2 separate regions of the Danio rerio genome follow, and region 1 is linked to region 2. Evidence: chromatin contacts called from public Micro-C data. All regions are on one chromosome and are shown on one strand. The core of a region is the stretch at or near the end of the contact, and the rest is flanking DNA. Distances in the headings are between cores, read along the strand shown. Region 1 holds the start of pdlim5b (PDZ and LIM domain 5b). Region 2 overlaps pdlim5b (PDZ and LIM domain 5b).

Region 1 (4,928 bases), core at 1,226-3,725, 51 kb before region 2:
ATCACTGCTCATTACAGCCAAACAGTTCAATCTTAGCTCCATCAGAGCACAGGACATGTCTCCAAACATGAGTCTTTCCCCAGTGTACTTTAGTCACATTCAATTGATTATTGTTTTAAAGATGTTTATTTGTGCACAGTTTGTGTTGCTCTCAATGACCATTTAGTGGATGTTTTATTAAACTCAATAAAAATGTGTGTATTTTGCTCTGATAAGATAATTAAATGGGCAAAACAATTTCAGCTGTACTACATGTCTTGATACAGCACATGGAAACCTCTTTGTCTAATTCATAAGCATCTGTTTGCAGTCTTGCCTGTACTGCTGCTTCATCCAGTAGATGGCAGCATTTGACTGCTCTATTTGTATTAGAGTAAGTGAAGCACATCATCACTCAGAGACCTCACCTGATCATTGAAAAGATGCTATCTGCTGAAAACAACACATGACAGCAATCAACATCTAATGCATTTGTTCACAAACAAGTTAGCTCTTCTTGTTATGAGCTAGAGGAATTTGCTGGTATTTACGGCATGCACTTTCACTCCTATGAGAGCTGTGATGGGGAAGTGATCTCTGTGTGACAGTGGCATGAGCTGAGTTAGTTAGATAATTAGTTAGATAAAAATTAAATAATTAAAGTAAAAAATAAAAACAGATAATTGTGACATTTGTACATTTTGAAAGGAACTGTTTAGTTAGACAATATTAAGGTCAGTTAAGTCAGTTTTGAGGCCTTATAAAAGCCAGGGGTCGCCACAGCGGAATAAACCGACAACTATTCCAGCATATGTTTTACACAGCAACCCAGTGCTGGGAAATATATTATATTATATTATATTATATTATATTATATTATATTATATTATATTATATTATATTATATTATATTATATTATATTATATCATATCATGTTATATTATATTATATTATATTATATTATATTATATTATATTATATTATATTATATTATATTATATTATATTATATTGTATTATATTATATTATATTATATTATGTTATATTATATTATATTATATTATATTATATTATATTATATTATATTATATAGTTTTTTATTGTTTTATATTGTTTTATATTATATTATATTATATTATATTATATTATATTATATTATATTATATTATATTATATTATATTATATTATATTATATTATATTATATTATATTGTTTTTTATTGTTTTATATTATATTATATTATATTATATTATATTATATTATATTATATTATATTATATTATATTATATTGTTTTATATTGTTTTATATTATATTATATTATATTATATTATATTGTTTTATATTGTTTTATATTATATTATATTATATTATATTATATTATATTATATTATATTATATTATATTATATTATATTATATTATATTATATCATATTATATTATATTATATTATATTGTTTTATATTGTTTTATATTATATTATATTATATTATATTATATTATATTATATTATATTATATTATATTATGTTGTTTTATATTATATTATTCATTCAATTATTCATTTTCTTTTCGGCTTAGTCCTTTTGTTAATCCAGGGTTGCCACAGCGAAATGAACTGCCAACCCATCCAGTATGTTTTTACGCAGCGGATGCACTTCAAGCTGCAACCCATCCCTGGGAAACATCCACACACACACTCATTCACACTCATACACTACGGACAATTTAGCTTGCCCAATTCACCTGTACTGCATGTCTTTGGACTGTGGGGGAAACTGGAGCACCCGGAGGAAACCCACGCGAATGCAGGGAGAACATACAAACTCCACACAGAAACGCCAACTGAGCCAGTCAAGGCTCGAAACAGCGACCTTCTTGCTGTGAGGCAACAGCACTACCTACTGCGCCACTGCATAACCATTACTATTATTATTATTATTATTATTATTATTATTATTATTATTTTATTATTATTTTATCATTATTTTTATTTTATTGTTTTTATTGTTTTTATTATTATTATTAATATTATTATTTAATTAATATTATTATTATTATTATTATTATTATTTTATTATTATTATTATTATTATATTGTTATTTTTTTATTATTAGTTTATTATTATTATTTTATTATTATTTTACTGTGTTTACTCTATATATCTTCTTTTAAATGTAAACTTTATAAATGCTTTGGCAATACATTTGTAACATTTGTCATGCAAATAAAGCAATTGATTTTAATAGAGAGAGAGAGAGAGAGAGAGAGAGAGAGAGAGAGAGAGAGAGACAGAGAGAGAGAGAGAGAGAGAGAGAGAGAGAGAGAGAGAGAGAGAGAGAGAGAGAGAGTAAATTGTGTTCATCGTCGGTGACGTCAGCGAGCGCGGCACAGTGAGTGGGTTTCCTCCAGCGCGTGTTAAAGGGGCGGAAGTCAGTCAGACAGCAGAGTTCAGTTGCCGGAGTTTCTCAGCTCTACTTCCTAAAGTTCCTCATTCTCAGTTTGACTTTCCAGCAGCTCACAGGTGAGACACACTTTTACTCTCATTACAGTTACTTTCGCATATTATACAGAGAATCCCCAGCGTGAGGATATCAGGAATTGCGGTCCTGCTCAATCTCTGTTCAGGAAACGGTAACCGATGCTGGACGGTTAATCATTGTCGAGTTTGTTTGTCTCAATATTTTCCGCTCTGTCAGATTTCGAGTAGTTATGAAGACTGTCGATGAGGAAGTGACTGTTAGTTGCTCAAATGGTCTCATGAAGTTTGACAAGGGTGTGTGTGTGTGTGTGTGTGTGTCAGTGTTGTGTAAATAAGCTGGGTTTTAGTTGCATGTACTTTCTATAACTGCACTCACGTTAAATCTCAATGGGATAACAACATTACTTTATATTTATCTTCCTCATTAAAATGTGATTTATGTTTGTCTGTAAGAGATATATTTCTGCACTTTTCTGCTAGTGATCATTATCTTGATCTCTTTACATTGTACAATTTTAATACGCAAAAGTAAGTTCTTAAAGACAATACCTAGATTTAATATTTTCCCTTCTGAACTTTTGTTAATTGTTGAATCTCTAAAACTTATTATTATTATTGTTGTTATTGTTATTATATATATATATATATATATATATATAATAGTCTTTTTCTTAATGATTGAGGCTTTGTAATTTTGTAAAATATTTTCGTCTCTTTCCTAACTTTTGTTATTGTATTTTCTCTATAATTAATTAATGTTATTGTTCTTGTATTCAATACAAAACGTTGCATGTACGATTTAGGTAAGATTTAAAGTTGGTTTTATATTCATACTCTTGTTCTATGACAGCTTGTGACACTCTCTATATTGTTTCCCATTTGAATATCCTGCCTAAAATTGCATATACTGTAGGTGTGACTTCAAAGTAATATTACCACTATTTAATTGACTGCGAACAGTGTTGTACTTATAGTTATTGGCTGCTTATATGATTTCCCTATTTATAAATAGCTTGCAAATAATATGTTTTGAAATTTTGTTATTAAGGAGAAAGTCTGAATGTGTGAATGTAATTCTATAACTACACTCACGTTGAATATATTAGGCATAACATTATTCACCGTCCTTGTTTAAATGTGATTTATAATTGTCTGTAAAATTATATATTTCTGTACTTTTCTGGTAATTATCATCTCAGGAGTGACACGGTGGCTCAGTGGGTATCATTGTTGCTTCACTTGACAAAGTCTCTGGTTCGAGTCCAGGCTGGGTCAGTTGTCATTTCTGTGTGGAGTTTGCGTGTTGTCCCCGTGCTTACATGGGTTTCCTCCATGTGCTCCAGATTTCCAGTACTGGGTTGCAGCTGGAAGGGCATCTGTTGTGTGTAAAGCATATGCTGGATAAGTTGGCAGTTCATTCCGCTGTGGCGACCCCTGATGAATAAAAGGACAAAATCAAAGGAAACTTGTGTGTGTGTGTGTGTGTGTGTGTGTGTGTGTGTGTGTGTGTGTGTGTGTGTGTGTGTGTGTGTGGGTGTGTTACATTGTACAATTTTAATACACAAAAATAAGTTTAAATAAAAATAAGTTTTTAAAGACCTAGATTTAATATTCTCCTTGCTGAAATGTTGGTCATTATTACATGTCTTAAACTTATCAATAATAATAATGATAATAATAGTAATAATAGGTTTCTTGGTGGCACAGTTTCTCAGTGGTTAGCACTGTTGCTTCACAGTATCATGCAAGAAGGTCACTGGTTCGAGTCCTAGCTGGGTCAGCTGGCATCTCTATGTGAAGTTTGCATGTTCTCCCCGTGTTGGCGTGGGTTTCCTCCGGGTGCTCCGGTTTCCCCCACAGTCCAAACGCATGCGCTATAGGGGAATTGGGAAAGCTAAATTGTCCATAGTGTATGTGTGTGAATAAGTGTGTGTGTGGATGTTTCTCGGTGATGGGTTATGACTGGAAGGGCACCTACTGCGTAGAACATATGCTGGAATAGTTGGCGGTTCATTCTGTAGGGATCTCTGAAATAAAGATTAAGATGAATGAATGAATAATTTTCTTAATAATCAGACGTTCATTCAGTGGCAGCTTGTAATATGCTCTCTATATTGTTTACCATGTTACTTTGAATGCTGGGTCTGAAATCACCTGTAAGTGTAAGTAAACTATTTATTATTATTTATTAAACTATTTATTATTATTTATTAAACTATTTATTTGACTGTGAGCAATATTGTGCTTTGATAGTCATTGGCTGATTATATGATTTCACTATTTACAATTAAACAGTCAATGAAATAGTGCTAATGTCATGTTTGCATGTGATTTCTGACCCAATATTTAAAGTACCATGGTAGACATTATAGGGAGCAGGTCACAATGTGTCACTGAATGAATGTGCAATTATAAAACCAACTTAACTTTTAGTTTAAGTTGCACATACTTGACAAGATTGATGC
Region 2 (4,485 bases), core at 351-2,850:
TTTCATATATATATATATTGGAAAATGTATCATGCAGAAATAAAGCCCCGCCCCCTACTCAATATTCTGTTACAGTTGGAAAATGTATCATGTAGAAATAAAGCCCCGCCCACTACTCAATATTCGGTTACAGTTGGAAAATGTAGTATCGTGCAGAAATAAAGCCCTACCCTCTACTCAATATTCATTTATGGTTAGAAAATGTATCATGCAGAAATAAAGCCCCACCCCCTACTCAATATTCATTTATGGTTAAAAAATGTAGCATCATGCAGAAATAAAGCCCCGCCCCCTACTTAATATTCTTTTACAGTTGGAAAATGTAGCCTCATGCAGAAATAAAGCCCCGCCCCTACTCAATATTCTGTTACAGTTGGAAAATGTAGCCTCATGCAGAAATAAAGCCCCGCCCCTACTCAATATTCTGTTACAGTTGGAAAATGTATCATGCAGAAAAAAAAGCCCCGCCTCCAACTGAAACTTTTATTACTATTGGAAAATGTAGCATCATGCAGAAATAAAGCCCCGCCCCCTACTTAATATTCTTTTACAGTTGGAAAATGTAGCCTCATGCAGAAATAAAGCCCCGCCCCTACTCAATATTCTGTTACAGTTGGAAAATGTATCATGCAGAAAAAAAAGCCCCGCCTCCAACTGAAACTTTTATTACTATTGGAAAATGTAGCATCATGCAGAAATAAAGCCCCGCCCCCTACTCAATATTCTGTTACAGTTGGAAAATGTAGCATCATGCAGAAATAAAGCCCCGCCCCCAACTGAATATTCTGTTACTGTTGGAAAATGTAGCATCATGCAGAAATAAAGCCCCGCCCCCAACTGAATATTCTGTTACAGTTGGAAAATGTAGTATCATGCAGAAATAAAGCCCCGCCCCCTACTCAATGTTCAAAAATTTACAGGGAAGACTAAAATCTTGAGACTCAGAAATCTAGTAGACTCCACCCACTCAACTGTATGGTGCTAACCTATCATAGTGCCCTCAAGCTCCACCCAATCACAGTTTTCCACATTTATAATGCTGTGTGTGTTTTTGTGTGTTGTGTAGTTGACAGATGGAGGAAAGGCGGCTAAAGCCAAGATCAGTGTTGGTGATGTGGTTCTGTCCATCGACGGCATCCACACTGAGAGAATGACACACCTGGAGGCCCAGAACAAGATCAAAGCCTGCAGCGGGAACCTCAACCTCTCACTCATGAGGTGACACACACACACACTGTACTCTTACTGTACACACACATACTGTATTAATAAATGTAATGTATCACACTTGTCTGCGCTGTGTTTAGTGCACATGCAATTATAACGATAGCGATTACATCACAGTATATTGTGCAGCACTAACAGAAAACAGCTATGTTAGATTGCAGAAGTGTTTTAATGCGTCTTTAATGGAATAATCTGGTGTAAGAGACTCGATCAGATCAGTGAAGCAGCAGCAGTGTGTGTGTGTGTGTGTGTTTGCTCTGCTGATCTCTCATTGACAGTGCAGCTCCTGCGTGTGCACATCTGATCAGGCATTGTGTGAATATGAGTCTCCAGAGCGGTGCATGTGTTTGTTCACGCAGCTTTTGGCCGCCTCTGTCCCTCCGGGAGGCCTCTCTCTCTCCGTCCTGGGACACACACACTCTATAATGCAGTCAAGATGTGTGTGTGTGTGTCAGCCTGTTTTTCTGCTCAGTCTTCATCGCCACTGTTGCTCATCTATCAGCACAGTTATTAGACAGTGACTGTGTTTACATGGACATCACTAATCTAATTCATTCAGTTTCCTTTGGCTTCGTCTCTTATTAATCTGGGGTCACCACTGTGGAATGAACCGCCAACATATCCAGCATATGCTTAACACAGTGGATGCCCTTCCATCTGCAACACCCATACACACACTCATACACTACAGCCAATGTAGTTGATCAATCCCCCTATAGCGCATGTGTTTGGACTGTGTGGGAAAACCGGAGCACCCAGAGGAAACCCACACCAACACTGGGAGAACATGCAAACTCCACACAGAAACACCAACTGACAAACTAGTGACTTTAAAGAGTTATATCCTCCTTTACTGAGCTCTTATGTTGTTCAATCATTTATTTAGTTTAGTTGTGAACTGAAGCTGGTCTGGGATCAGTGTGAGGACGGTCATATGTTCTGGAGTTACGAGCCTCTGAAAGCACATTTAGCCGAGAGCGATTGCGCACGAGCTCTGGAATCTCCCATTAAAGTCTTTCAGAGCGTTTGTCAGTGAATCTGCAAAGGCCATCAAACAGCACTTCAGCTTTACTGTTGAGATAACATCGCATTAAGAAGAGCAGCGTTTACTCGGAGATCCCAAACCACCCACAACTACTCGCTGCTTAATACACAGTTTCTGAAAGATGTACTTTGAGCTGTTGAGTGTGCAGTCTGTTTTTTATGTAATGCTGCAGACTAGACTAGTTTTAGTTTGATCAGACTGTAAATCAGGTAAAATTGAGTCAAAAGCTGTGTATTGCAGTCCTAAAGGTGTCTGATTATGCTTTTTACAAAGTTTTAATTCTGTTTGGGGTTGTGCTAACTACAATCCCAGAAACGAAAAAAGTTGGGACCGTATGGAAAGCGTGAATGAAAAAGAAAGTAGAGATTTCCACATTTAATTGACTTGTATTTCATTTAGACAATACAACAAACATTATTTATTGTGTTCCTCATGATTTTTAATGTTTGTTTGCTTGTTTATTTATTTTTTATTTATTAATACGTAATCCTACGTAATCAAATTTGGTTCCTGCAACACATTATAAAAAAAAAGTTGGAACAGTTAAGCATTCATCACTTTGTAATGTTGTCATTTCTCATCGATATATACATTAGATGTCACCTGGCCTATTGTTGTCTATTGGACGGAATGCGTCAATAGCGCCGCCATCTTGCTACAGGGTAGCGCTCCTTTGAAATGAATGCAGGACCAAGGTACAGTGGAGGACTGTGGCCATCCAAAGCCAGAGATATACACATATACACATATATCTGTGATCGGGAGTTTTCCTGGATGTTAGTATGTAATTTTTTTTTTCTAATTACGAAAACTTATGATTTTGCATCACTTTTCTACATTGATGGATGAGTGACCGCACGGGCATTCCTGACTAAAAGCTTGTGTTTGTGTGTACAGAAATGTACTATTCACCCTCCCTGTTAAATTTGATCTAATCATGTCCTGAAACACAGCTCCTCTACCGCTTTCACTGCTCATACTGACGGAGGGAGCGATTCGTTTGTGAATGAATCCCCCGAACGACTCTTTCACTAACGTTAGCCGACAATAATACAAGTTTCTGGCAGCGCAGCATCTCGTTGTCATATTTCTTTTGCATTGTTTGCTGATTTTCTTCAGCATAAGCCGAGTGTTTAGTGCGAGTTGGAGCTGCTTTGCCGTATGGTGAATGCAGTAAGTGACTGTTATCATCAATAACGTGACCTGATTAGCACAAGAGTTCAGAACATAAAAAAACAGAAAAAAATTAATATTACCTATGAAATGTTTTGCAGCACCGCCTGAGGGATCGGTGATCACGGTTGTACAGCTTAGGCTTGCGGCCTTGTCCTTTACACACTGAAATTCCTAGCATTTTTTAATTATGTTATTATGTGATCTCTAGCCCTAAACTGCTCCTGTCCCACTTTTTTTTTATATATTTTTATTCATTTTATTATTGTCTTCTGTGAAATACAATTCAAAGTAAATTTGGATTTTAATTTAATTTAATTTAATTTAATTTAATTTAATTTAATTTAATTTAATTTAATTTAATTAATTTAATTTAATTTGATTTATTTTATTTAATTGATGTATTTTGATTTGATGTAGTTTAATTTTTATTTTATTTTATTTTATTTTATTTTATTTTATTAAACTCCGTAAATGTGAACTACATTCTCATTTCGCTACAACACACACATATATTGTCCTAATAAACAGTTTTAATGCAGTGTTTGGGTTTCCCTGAAATCCTCCTGTTCTGGCAGGATGGTTTGTCCTCCAGCTGAATGTGTAAACCTGATCCGTGTGCTTCAGCATTATGACATAAAAAAAACACACACTTTCTGCACCACCATCTCTTTATGCGTCTCAGTGTGTTTTTAGAGCGTCAGGAGACTCCTAAACTCTAAAGCACAGATTATTCCTCTTCTGCAAACAGCAGCGGCTCAAAGCTCTGAGCAGAAACACAGATGACATGTTTGTGTGTGTGTTTTTCTGGAAACTTCACGTGAAGTTTTATGGGATGTTTCCGTGTTCGGCTCCCTGTTGAGATGTTTTCATCACACGGATCAGCTGCTGCGCTGTTGTTTTCGCTCTGTCAGCGCATGCTTGATTTCTTTGTTTACTTCTTTCAGAAAGTCTCTCTAGTAGACCTCTTGTCAAATCAGCTGCAGAGTTTTTATTTTTCAGAGATGTCAAGTGCCATTTTATTGACATTTATTTTAATA

Evidence for each region. A called contact is a pair of places that touch in the nucleus more often than the background predicts.
Region 1: a Micro-C map of caudal fin shows a contact between it and region 2, with 4 times the contacts expected there. The contact joins the promoter of pdlim5b here to the enhancer-like site in region 2. A contact is called at or near these places in 6 of 18 Hi-C or Micro-C datasets (caudal fin, embryo, fibroblasts and 1 more) and 1 of 4 datasets of contacts at active chromatin or transcription factors (caudal fin).

What each region holds. Positions count from the first base shown.
Region 1 is chr10:1,667,650-1,672,577 of GRCz12tu, reverse strand. It overlaps pdlim5b (PDZ and LIM domain 5b), which reads left to right and starts at 2,475. Exons shown (of 13, transcript NM_200196.1): 1 at 2,475-2,505.
Region 2 is chr10:1,616,341-1,620,825 of GRCz12tu, reverse strand. It overlaps pdlim5b (PDZ and LIM domain 5b), which reads left to right. Exons shown (of 13, transcript NM_200196.1): 3 at 1,067-1,218. Among named protein-coding and RNA genes, the nearest start is that of bmpr1bb, 46 kb to the right of the region's middle. Within about 2 kb of position 1,600, at least 10 of the 62 cell types and tissues checked have an H3K27ac peak or open chromatin away from gene starts, as enhancers often do. A contact at or near this core is called in caudal fin, where this site is marked.